Regions from separate parts of the Oryctolagus cuniculus genome. Here region 1 is linked to region 2. Evidence: chromatin contacts called from public Micro-C data. All regions are on one chromosome and are shown on one strand. Each heading gives the region's core, a stretch centred on a gene start, on an enhancer-like site or on the middle of the called end of the contact. The rest is flanking DNA. Distances are from core to core; before and after follow the strand shown. Region 1 holds the start of PCBP1 (poly(rC) binding protein 1). Region 2 holds the start of TIA1 (TIA1 cytotoxic granule associated RNA binding protein).

Region 1 (4,896 bases), core at 564-3,063, 150 kb after region 2:
TAGAGGGCGAGGACGCTCTGCCAGTCATCGGAGGTCCTAGTGAATGGGCACTTTCTCCACCAGAGAAAACCTGCTTTCCTACCAGAGAAATGGGCAGAGGCCTCTCTCTGGAACTTGGGAGATGTCACTGGGAGTGGGGGTGGGGCAAAATAGCCCAAAGCAGGCCCAACCTGCCTGGGGTTCCTTTGTTGCCGCACAGAGGGAATGGAATCTTACCCATAAGGTGAGAAGAGCCGGAGAGAATGACCGCGGACCGGCCCCCCCCTTCTCCCGCTTCCCTCCAAACACCTACCGCTAAAAGGGGAAGAAAAAAAAGCACCAACAAAGAGTTTAAGATAGCAATTCCCAGCTTTTTCAAATATGAAGCATATTTTAACCAATCCATTTTTAATTCTTAAATTCTTGACGTTACAGAACTAAACTGAAATTTATTAACATTCCACTCTTACATTTCTTATCGACAAACAGAAATAAAATTCATGAGCCAAAAAACCCAAAACAAAACTAAAAACAGGGAAAAGCTTATAAAACTAAATATGGATCCCAGCATTAACAGCTGAACAGAGAATGTGATTTTTAAATTCTTAGCGGATGATAAAGTGTAGAAACTGAACACTTACAAATTATTTAAAACCTGGAATCACTGACCAGAAATTACACAGTTGGATCATGGGAAAACAGCAGAAAGGGGTTATGAGTGAACCTACACTGTTCTAGCTGCACCCCATGCCCTTCTCAGAGGAAAGCCTGGCATTGATTAGATACTGGGCCAGACTAATACTGGCAGCAGAGCCAGTGATAGTAACCTGCCTACCAGAAGAGCCTTCCACTGGGTTGGCAATTTTGATCTGGGCCCCCGACATCTGGCGGATCTCATTAATGTTGGCGCCTTGGCGCCCGATTATGCAGCCAATTAAGTTATTTGGAATGGTGAGTTCATGGGTGGTTTGAGTAGATGCATCCAAACTTGCCCAATAGCCTTTCACCTCTGGAGAGCTGGAGTCAATTCCGGCGAATCCGGTCCCGCCGTGCATCATGGCAAAGTGAGACTGTTGTCTTGCCACCTGGTTCAGCTTGGCCAGATCGAGCGGAGAAATGGTGTGTTGTCCTTGAATCGAGTAGGCATCTAGAGGTGGTCCCTCCAGGTCATGGGTGGCGTGGGGGTAGCCCGCAGCGTCGCTGCAGCGATCTTGGCCGCCCGCGCAGATGACCGGAGAGCTGGCCGGCATGGGCTGGTACGGAATGGTCATGACTCTCCCTTGCGGAGACTGGGAGAGCGTCTCCAGCATGACCAGGCAGATCTGCTTGACACACTCGGTGACAGACTGCGGCACGCCCGCGATGGTGATGGCCCGCTCGGTCGAGTTGGGCAGCATATCCCCCGCCACCTGGACCTGGGCCCCCGTGCTCTCGCGGATCTCTTTGATCTTACACCCGCCTTTCCCGATCAGGGAGCCGCACTGGGTGGCCGGCACCACCAGCCGCAGGGTCACCGGGGGCCGGCTGGCCGCCGTGCTGTTGGTCATGGAGCTGTTGATATCTTCCTCCAGCTTGTCGATGATCATAGCGAATGCCTTGAAGATGGCATTAGTGGGGCCGGTCAGAGTGATGATTCGCTCCGGACAATTCCCCTCCGAGATGTTGATCCGCGCGCCACTCTCCTCGCGGATCCTCTTAACCGACTCCCCTTTCTTCCCAATGATGCTTCCTACTTCCTTTCCGTGCATAAGAAGCCGAATGGTGAGAGTCACATTTAGTCCGCTTTCAGTCACACCGGCATCCATGGCGAGCGGCGGGCGGCGTTCGGGGGAGTTGGGCTCGTTACGTGGTCAAGTCTTTGGTGGCTGGCGGGGGGAGGGGAGGTGTAGGCCCAAAACTGCCGGCGCGAGGCGAGCGAGGGCCGCGGGAGCGAGCGGGCGCGGGCGGGAGGCCGCGGCGTCGTCGCAGGGGCGGGCGGCGGCGGCGGAGGGGGCGAGCGGGGCCGGGAGCGGCGGGCGGGCGGGTGGGCGAGGGCGCGGCGGTGGCGACTCCGGCGGCAGCCTCGGCGGTCTGGGCGGGGCGGGAAGCCCGCTTTCAACCCCGCGTACCCTCTGACCCCGGAAGTGCTTGCTGCGCAGGACCCCTTGAAAAAAAATGAGGACCCGTGGTTTTTAGGTCACAAGATTGCGCCAAGCCCCACGCGGTACTTAAAAAAAAAAAAAACTAACGCTGCGGTACTGACAATAAAGCACACGGGGAACGGAAAGTGTGAGTCCGGCAAAGTTTTAAAATGACCGTGAATTTTATTAACGCTAACGGCACCGGAGGATGACTGGAAATATTGGTGTTGTGTATGAAGGACACGCTTTATTTTTCTGCCCTAGCAAAGGAGTTTTCTGTCCGGAGCGACACGGGCAGCCCTGGCGGTAACTGCAGGCAGCTGCCGGGACGCCGCGGGTTTAAAACGTGCGCGTGAGGTGGCCAGGGCGCGTGCGCGAGGGTGGGGGCGACGGGAGGGGCCGCTGCTGTCTTCCGGGGGGGAGGGGCGGCGAGGCGAGGCTGGAGGGGCGGGCGCGGGCGGGCACGTGGGGGCCTTTCGTCCCCGGCGTCCGGGCGCCCCGCTCTAGCCCCCACCCCTGTCCCAGCCCCGCGGCGGCGGCCGGTGAGCCGAAAGGCCGAAACCCACCCCGCCGCCGCCTGAGTCTGGGCTCTGCGGACCGTTTGTAGGGCATACTGGAAACGTGGCCATAAAAAAAGAATGGCGTCCATTTACATAATGCTTTGTTTGCATTTTGCAACTTTCTTTCGGTGAAACCCACAGAAACCCCTCCTCCTGCCCTTGTGTCGTTTCTACCGCAGCGGCCTCGTCAGACATTTGAAACAATGGTGTAGTTCTGTGCTGAGCGGGCGCGGACCAGGGCTTTGGGTTGTTTCTGCGCCTTTTGCGCGCGGCCCACGCCCCCGAGGCTGCCTTTCAGCCCTTTGCCTTCCGCGCGGCCGCCGCGCCCCGCTTCTCCGGGGGCGGCCCCCGGCGGCGGCGCCCGCCATCTTGGGCAGCTTTTCTGCCGTTGCTTGCGCAAAGGAAATGTCGCTCGAGACGCTGGCGCGTCCGAGTTATGGTTTTTGCCCCCTGCCTTTCTTCCTCTGGCTAAGCCAGACGAGGAAAGACGGTGTGCGCCAAGTTCATCAAGAGACCAGGGGAGAAGACTAACGTAGCGCGCCACCGCGACCCCCTTCCCCACGCGGGCGGCCGCCATGTTTTCTGAACACAAAATGGCGACACGTGGCCTCGATCCGTCGCCAACGAGAAATCGGGGTGGGCCCGAAAGCTCTAGAACGCGCGCCCCCGCCCTGGGCCCTCCCCGCGCCGCTGGTCTTATGACCGCTCGGGATGAAGTCCCGCAGGCTGGTCCGACGCTTGGTGGACCATTTGAACGAGTTCCCCACCCCCTTTAACTGGAGCAGGGAACGCAAATAGCTCCGAAATGTGGGCACAATATTGATCCTATCGCTTTAAAAAATTTTTGTTAGTGGATAATAGGACGCAGTACCCTGAAATAATTTGTGAACCGCAACGATGCTCCCCCAGTACCAAAGCATTTAGAAATCACTGTTTTAAGGAATGACGTGGGAAATTTCTGCTTTACAGGCTCATGTGCGGATTTAAAAAGCTGCTTCTGAAAAATGATTTAACTTCCCTGAAGAGAGTAGGACGTCTGGCTTTTTCACAGGCCAGCTGCCCAGTGAACCTCAACTGACCACAAGTGGTGTTCACTCAATCTAAAAGATTTAGACATTTATTGTGATCCTGTGCTAGGTATTTTACTCATACCATCTTTTTACCACGATCTTCTGAGGTAGATATTGTTATCTCTGTCTTTCTCTCTCTTTTTTTTAACAGAGGAAGATACAAACCTAGAAACATGAAGGGTTTAATTCAAGGTCACACAGTGTCGGGCATGGAATCCAGACCTGATTTTCTTCCTGGTGAGCACAACATTTTTAGATTTTACTATAAACCAGGCTTTTAGAATTTAAATGCTATTTTAAACGTTTAGGCAAGTGTTGAAGAAACCCGTTAGAGAGCCTTTAGATGTGACCAAGCCTGTGTTTGTGTCTGCCTGGGGGCTCCCAGTTTTCCTAGTGTGACACCTGTAGCGGGCTCCAGTGCCATTTTATGAGGTGTTTGGGAGAGGATAGAGAAGTGGAAGTGATTCAGCCCTGCCCAGAGTCTCAGGTATTTGTCACTCTGGCCTTGTCTGTGGCACATTTGAATCTACCTGGCTCGGGGGGAGCAAATAATTCTCTGTGTGATTCACTTGCTTTCCTCAGCCACTCAGGGGCTGGACTCCCGCCTTCCCCACCCCAGTGACCCAACCAGGTAAAAATAAATTATTTCATTTTGGTGCCAAGCCTCCATTTCTCTGCAAATATTGACAGAGCATGACAGATAATTCAGAGCCTGTGGACCCGTCCATGTAATGCATGGCTGGTGGATGTGTCCCCACGGAGCTCTGCTTCTACTGGTGTCAGACACAGAAGATTTTTTTAGTTTTAATGTACATTAATATCATATGTCAGGTTTCCCAAAGTGCTTTCACATTATTTTTATAACTCCACAAACAATTTTAATTGATAAAGACGTAACAGCAACAGTGATTGTAATTGTGTTCACTATGTAAAAGTGCTCACTATGTGCTAGGCATGGTTCTAAGCTTCCTTCTGTGCATCAATTCATTGACTCGCGTTTCTAGAAGCAGTTTCTAAATGCTATAAGAAATTTACATTTACAACATGACTTACACATCAGAAACAGTACTTGCCTGTAATGTATCTGGTAATTTATATTCTTTATAAAAAAACGGGGGGCATAATATAACTAGAGCTGTTAAAACCTCCTTTGTAGGTTGTGCCCAC
Region 2 (5,140 bases), core at 974-3,473:
CGGCTGATCAGAAGTCCTTGTCTTCATGCAAAAAAAAGAACTTCAGAGGGAGACAGGGAGTAGCAGTGAGCTGCTAGCCACGTTTAATGAACGCAATGCCCCTGCTAGGCAGGCATCTCCGCAGAGAACTGGGGCCCTGCCTGGATTCAGACTGGAGATTTTATGGACATGGGTATAGGCTCACCGTTTCTCCTCCACTCCCCTCTTCTGGGATCATCCTGGGCCGAGGGCTTTCTAGGTGTGGCAGGATTTGTGAAATTCCTCCCAGAACTTCATTAGCACAGTGTTATTGGTCCCCAGAGAGCAAGATTCCACTAAGGTGCCCCTGGAGAGGACTGGAACCCACCTAACTAGGTTGTCCAAAGAGGGCAATGGCTAGCTTCCCAGGTGTGCTTCTACTTTTCCTTTTTTTTTCCCCCTCATTCAACCACACAAAAATTCCCATTTTCTTTAATCTCTGTCACATACTAGTCTAATATCTACCATGCCACCTAGTATACAGACTGTTATGCAACTACTGAAAAACAATTAAATCTGTATTTGTTGAATTGGAAAATATGCTAAGTTTAAGTGAGAGAAGCAAGTTACAAAGTATTACCTCTGGCATTATTTTCTAAGTAACTGAAAATCCCAAGTACTTACATACATGTGCCTCTCTATGCATATCAAACAATATATGAAAGTTTACAAAAGGGGAAGAATGAAGGGAATTTTAACATTTTCCTTATGTATCTATATTGTTTCACTTGTCAGAGTGAGCATATATATTACTTTGGTAACTTAAAAAAATACTGTACCAAAGAAGTACTTGTGCAATATCCATACAGAGAAATTTTGTTGGGCAATGAAATGAAGAACTGATATGTGCTCCATGGATGAACCATGAAAGCATAATGCTAAGTGAAAGAAACCAGTCACCTGTGTGATTCCAGGAAATGTCAAAATGGGCAAATCTATGCGAATAGAAAGATGAGACGGGGAGTGGCATGGAATGGGAAAAAGGCAGCAACGGCTAATTAGTAAGGGTTTCCTTTTTGGAAATTAATTGTGGTGATGGGTGAACACCTCTGTGAGTAAACTGTGAATTAAAACTTAAATGAGTATCTCAAGTAGGTGTTAAAAATACCCTTAATTATTAAAATGTGTCTTATTCATGTTCAAGAGATGAATATTTCATATCTTTGAATATAATATAATATAATATAATATAATATAATATAATATAATATAAATTGAAATATTCAAAGACTAAAGATAATTTCCAAAAATAGAAATCCAAAATGTATCACTACTTTGAAGAGGAATTTGTAAATTCCCTCTTTTCGGATGTGTAAATTCTCCTTTGTTTTGAAAATAATATTTCTTGTAACTTATAAAATGCAATGTGAAATGCACAATGAGTACACTGAACCACATTTTAGAGCCCTAAATTTTCTAGTTCCTAAAAGAGGACTGAAGCTTATGTATTTTCATTTACTTTTAAGATTATTGTGACCTGTTTGCATTCAACAACTGTTTCTTAAAATGTTTTTCAAGGTACATTGATTATACCAAAGAAATGCAAATATAAAGAAATACCCTTTACCTGGAAATATTTTTCTGGCTCTCAAAAATTTGATTTTAGCTCTAACAAGGCAAACACTTCTTAACTAAATTCTTCCTTTTAAGTAAAAAAAATTAATTGAGCTTTTTCTGCGCTTAAAAAGTAGAAACATGTATTCAACTGTATTGGGATGAAAAAAGGATAGTTTCTTGTATCGCTGAAAAGTAGAAGATCATACACTGTCAAATTTTCATTTTCTAGGAGTAAATGAATATAAAATCCATCCTGGCGTCGGAGAGAACAGCTGCTTAAATTTTCTCATAAGAGTTTCTTGTGAGCCTTTCTTCCAACAGCGCCGCTGGTGTAGTGGTATCATGCAAGATTCCCATTCTTGCGACCCGGGTTCGATTCCCGGGCGGCGCACAGATATTTTGCTCTCAATGAGTTGATTGAACAGTCATGACGAATCCTGCTGATGGAAATATTGCGGTCATTTACCTTCTCTGTAAGTTTCTATTTCATTAGAATTCACTATTAAAACCTTAGGAGCGAGACGGCAGACAAAAGTTTAGGCAAGCTCCCTTAACCCTTGCCACTGCGCAGTCCGCGGCATGCCTCAAGTCAGTGGAAGAGCGGCTGCGCAACAAGTGAACCTATGGAAGGAGGGATAGCCTTGCAGCCGGGAGGTTGAGCATGCAAAGTTACTCTGCGCCTGCGCGGCCGGGGTCACTCCGCTGGCGGCCCCAGGGCTCCCGGCTGGCCGCCATCTTGTATCGGGGCTTCATTGTTCGCGCTGGGCCAGGCGGTCGAGTGTAGTCGCCGCCACGGGAGGAGGCGGAGTAACCTCTAGTCCACGAAGAAACCCTGCTATTCCGCAGCCATAGCTGCCCAAAGGAGTTGGGAGGTAGTAAAGGGCAGGGAGCTGGACCTGGAGGCGCCGCCGCGACAGCAGCAGCCATGGAGGACGAGATGCCCAAGACTCTGTGAGTCTGGGGCAGCGATGAGGGAGGCGGGATGGTGGTCGTCCCGGAAGGAGGCCTCGGCCCCGCGCCGCTGCCCCGCCTATTGTTCTCCGTGGCCGCCGCGAGATCGCGCTTTCCGTCTCCTTAGCGCACACCTGGCTGCTTAGGACGGAGACCCGGGCTGTGAGCGGACGATGCGGAGGGCGAGGGGTCAGCCCTGCGAGTGAGCCGCTGGGTCTGAACTGCACCGCCGCGGGGCACGGCCCCTCGCCGGCTCAGACCTGGAGCAGAGACTTTTTCATTCAAACCCCTTCTTCGAACTCGGCAGACCTCCCTTTCGACTCGTTCTCTTCCTTCTCTTTTTCCCGCCCCGTCCTGTTTCTGTTTCTTGATGATTCTCTATCTTTACAGTCCTCTCTGATTTTACTTTGGTCCTCCGCCCGAAACTCTGCCTTTCACGTTCTCGTTGATAGGATCTTTTATTCTCGCGGCTGCTCGTGTTCCTTTTTAGTGAAGTAAACTTTATTCTGGCGGTTGCCAACTGGACAAAAGCCAAATCTCCGTCGTTAACCACTCGCTGGCTTTCCTTCCGTAGCACCCCCGACCAAAAAGCCGAACTGGACGCCCCAAGGATTTTGAAACTGCTTTTTTAAAAATGGACCCCCCCTCCCCGGCCCCAGGGAGTGGATTAACTCGTTTCCACCGTCGCCTGCTCCTGCTGGCATTGACATGTGGCGGAGAGAACGGGCGGTTTTTTGTGAAGCAACAGTTAATGAATAGTCAGGTCCGGGGATTTCTAGAATTAGTGTTACAGGACCTGAGTTTGGGCTATTTGTCTTATAGCCCTCCCCCTCCCCCTGCCTCTTTGTTTTTCTAAGCACTATTGGAAGAGTGATCCTGCCTTTGTTGCATTTCTCTTAAAAAAAAAAAAAAAAGCTCAGTGGGGGTTTTGGTTTGTTTAAAATACATTTTACTGTGTATATCTGAGGTCTACAGTGATATTATTGGATTCATATAGTTAAAATGTTACTGTAGAGAAACATTGCTGTGTATCATCTCATAGTTACTTTTCAGTGGGTTCTTGACTAGCTTTTTTCATTCTTCAGAAACTGCCAGTTTGAGAGCCCAATGCATTAATCATGCAATTTTAGATTGTTTTTCTAGCTGTCTGGATATTCAAGTTATTCTAAAGCATGTATCTTCTTATAGGATGCAACAGGACATGGCCTTTGTTTTTGAAAGATTGTATCTGTAGAGTACTGCTCCCAAAAATTATTAGCCTCCTTCGGTGTGAAAACCTTTTTTCTCCACTTGCCTCTTAGGTAGAACTAAAGAGAGTCAGCAGCTTATTGGGTTAAACATTGTTCCTTACTAATGCCTTCAAATGGTAAGAATCTTTCATTACTTTGAAATTTTTTAATTTCAGTAACTGCCAAAAATATGTGGGAACTTTTTAGTATTTTTGATTTGGGGCTATCAAATAATGAAGACAACTTCAGCTGTCTCAGGCCAGTCTATAGAAACAGGTAGTTGCATAGTGCTAGCCTGGGGACAAGGAAGGAACCCATTGCAGGAGAAACAGTGGAGTTTTATTCACAGGCAGTTATTGGCTGCTTACTATATACCAGGCTCTGTGTTGAGTGCTTTACATGCTCATTAACCCTCTTCAAGACTCTTGAAGTGTTTTCACTTAGTAGCTGCGGAAAAACTAACCTTTGAGTTTGAGTAGCCCGCCCAAGATCATGTATCTTTTTGTTCTTTATCTTAGATTTCTGCTGTCCTCAACTTTCAGCTGTTGATGTTTCTAAGTGTGCCTTGTAGTCCTCAGTAGAACATCCCTTCCAAGAATCTTTTCCTCCGAAGTAGCCCTGCTCTGAAATGTCTTGTTAACCACTCTTTTGCTTCTACCTCCCACAAATCCAAATGCTCACTCTTCCCAAAGATTTCCCAGCAGGATTTTTACATTTAATGTAAAATGCTTGCTTTCACAACCCTGGAAGTTAGCACTTTAATATGTTCTTAGTACAGTGTCTGGTACATGGTAAGTAAATAAATTTGTCCCAAAAACCGGTACCGTTTTAAGGAATAAATCAAGATTTTACTCATTCTTGAGAATAAAAGAGAGTCTGAATCTTAGTGTCACCTTGTTGAGTTGGAGGTTGCCAGTATTCAGTTTCTTGTCAGCAGTACTTTGGAAACATTGCAAGACAAAAAAAGTCTTCAAGTTTATACTGCAAAACTGTTTTGAAGAGTATCCAACATACAATTTAGAAGTTCAAACATATGTAGGGAGTGGATGGGTAATGTGTACATACTGCTATTCTCTACTCATGTATAAATTTGAAGTTTTTCATAATAAAAATGTATACAGTAAATCTGCATTGGCCTTGGTCACTTTACAGACTTTGAGTTTGTGATTTAAAAGGTACACACTTGATTAGAAATACATTGCTGGTGCAGAAGAAGTGAATTGATGGACGTTAATTCTCTCAAATCCCAGCACCTTAGCATCCTTTGTGTGGCCTTGTAATCTTTGTGTAATAGCATCCCTTTTGTGTTGAGTTAAATGTGCTTGTTGACTCTTATCAAAGGTTAGGTTGAGGTTAGGATAAACTAAAGTCAGATATTTAAGAAT

Evidence for each region. A called contact is a pair of places that touch in the nucleus more often than the background predicts.
Region 1: a Micro-C map of ear pinna shows a contact between it and region 2, with 6 times the contacts expected there. The contact joins the promoter of PCBP1 here to the promoter of TIA1 in region 2. A contact is called at or near these places in 2 of 6 Hi-C or Micro-C datasets (ear pinna and an unstated tissue).

The regions. Positions count from the first base shown.
Region 1 is chr2:132,584,761-132,589,656 of mOryCun1.1, forward strand. PCBP1 (poly(rC) binding protein 1) reads right to left here and starts at 1,814. Exons shown (of 1, transcript NM_001082124.1): 1 at 333-1,814. The coding sequence starts at 1,784. The coding sequence ends at 714. LOC103347661 reads left to right here and starts at 2,113. Exons shown (of 7, transcript XM_070069016.1): 1 at 2,113-2,247; 2 at 3,881-3,966.
Region 2 is chr2:132,435,853-132,440,992 of mOryCun1.1, forward strand. It overlaps TIA1 (TIA1 cytotoxic granule associated RNA binding protein), which reads left to right and starts at 2,224. Exons shown (of 12, transcript XM_008254288.4): 1 at 2,224-2,526. The coding sequence starts at 2,501. TRNAG-CCC (transfer RNA glycine (anticodon CCC)) reads left to right here and starts at 1,896; the gene lies at 1,896-1,966.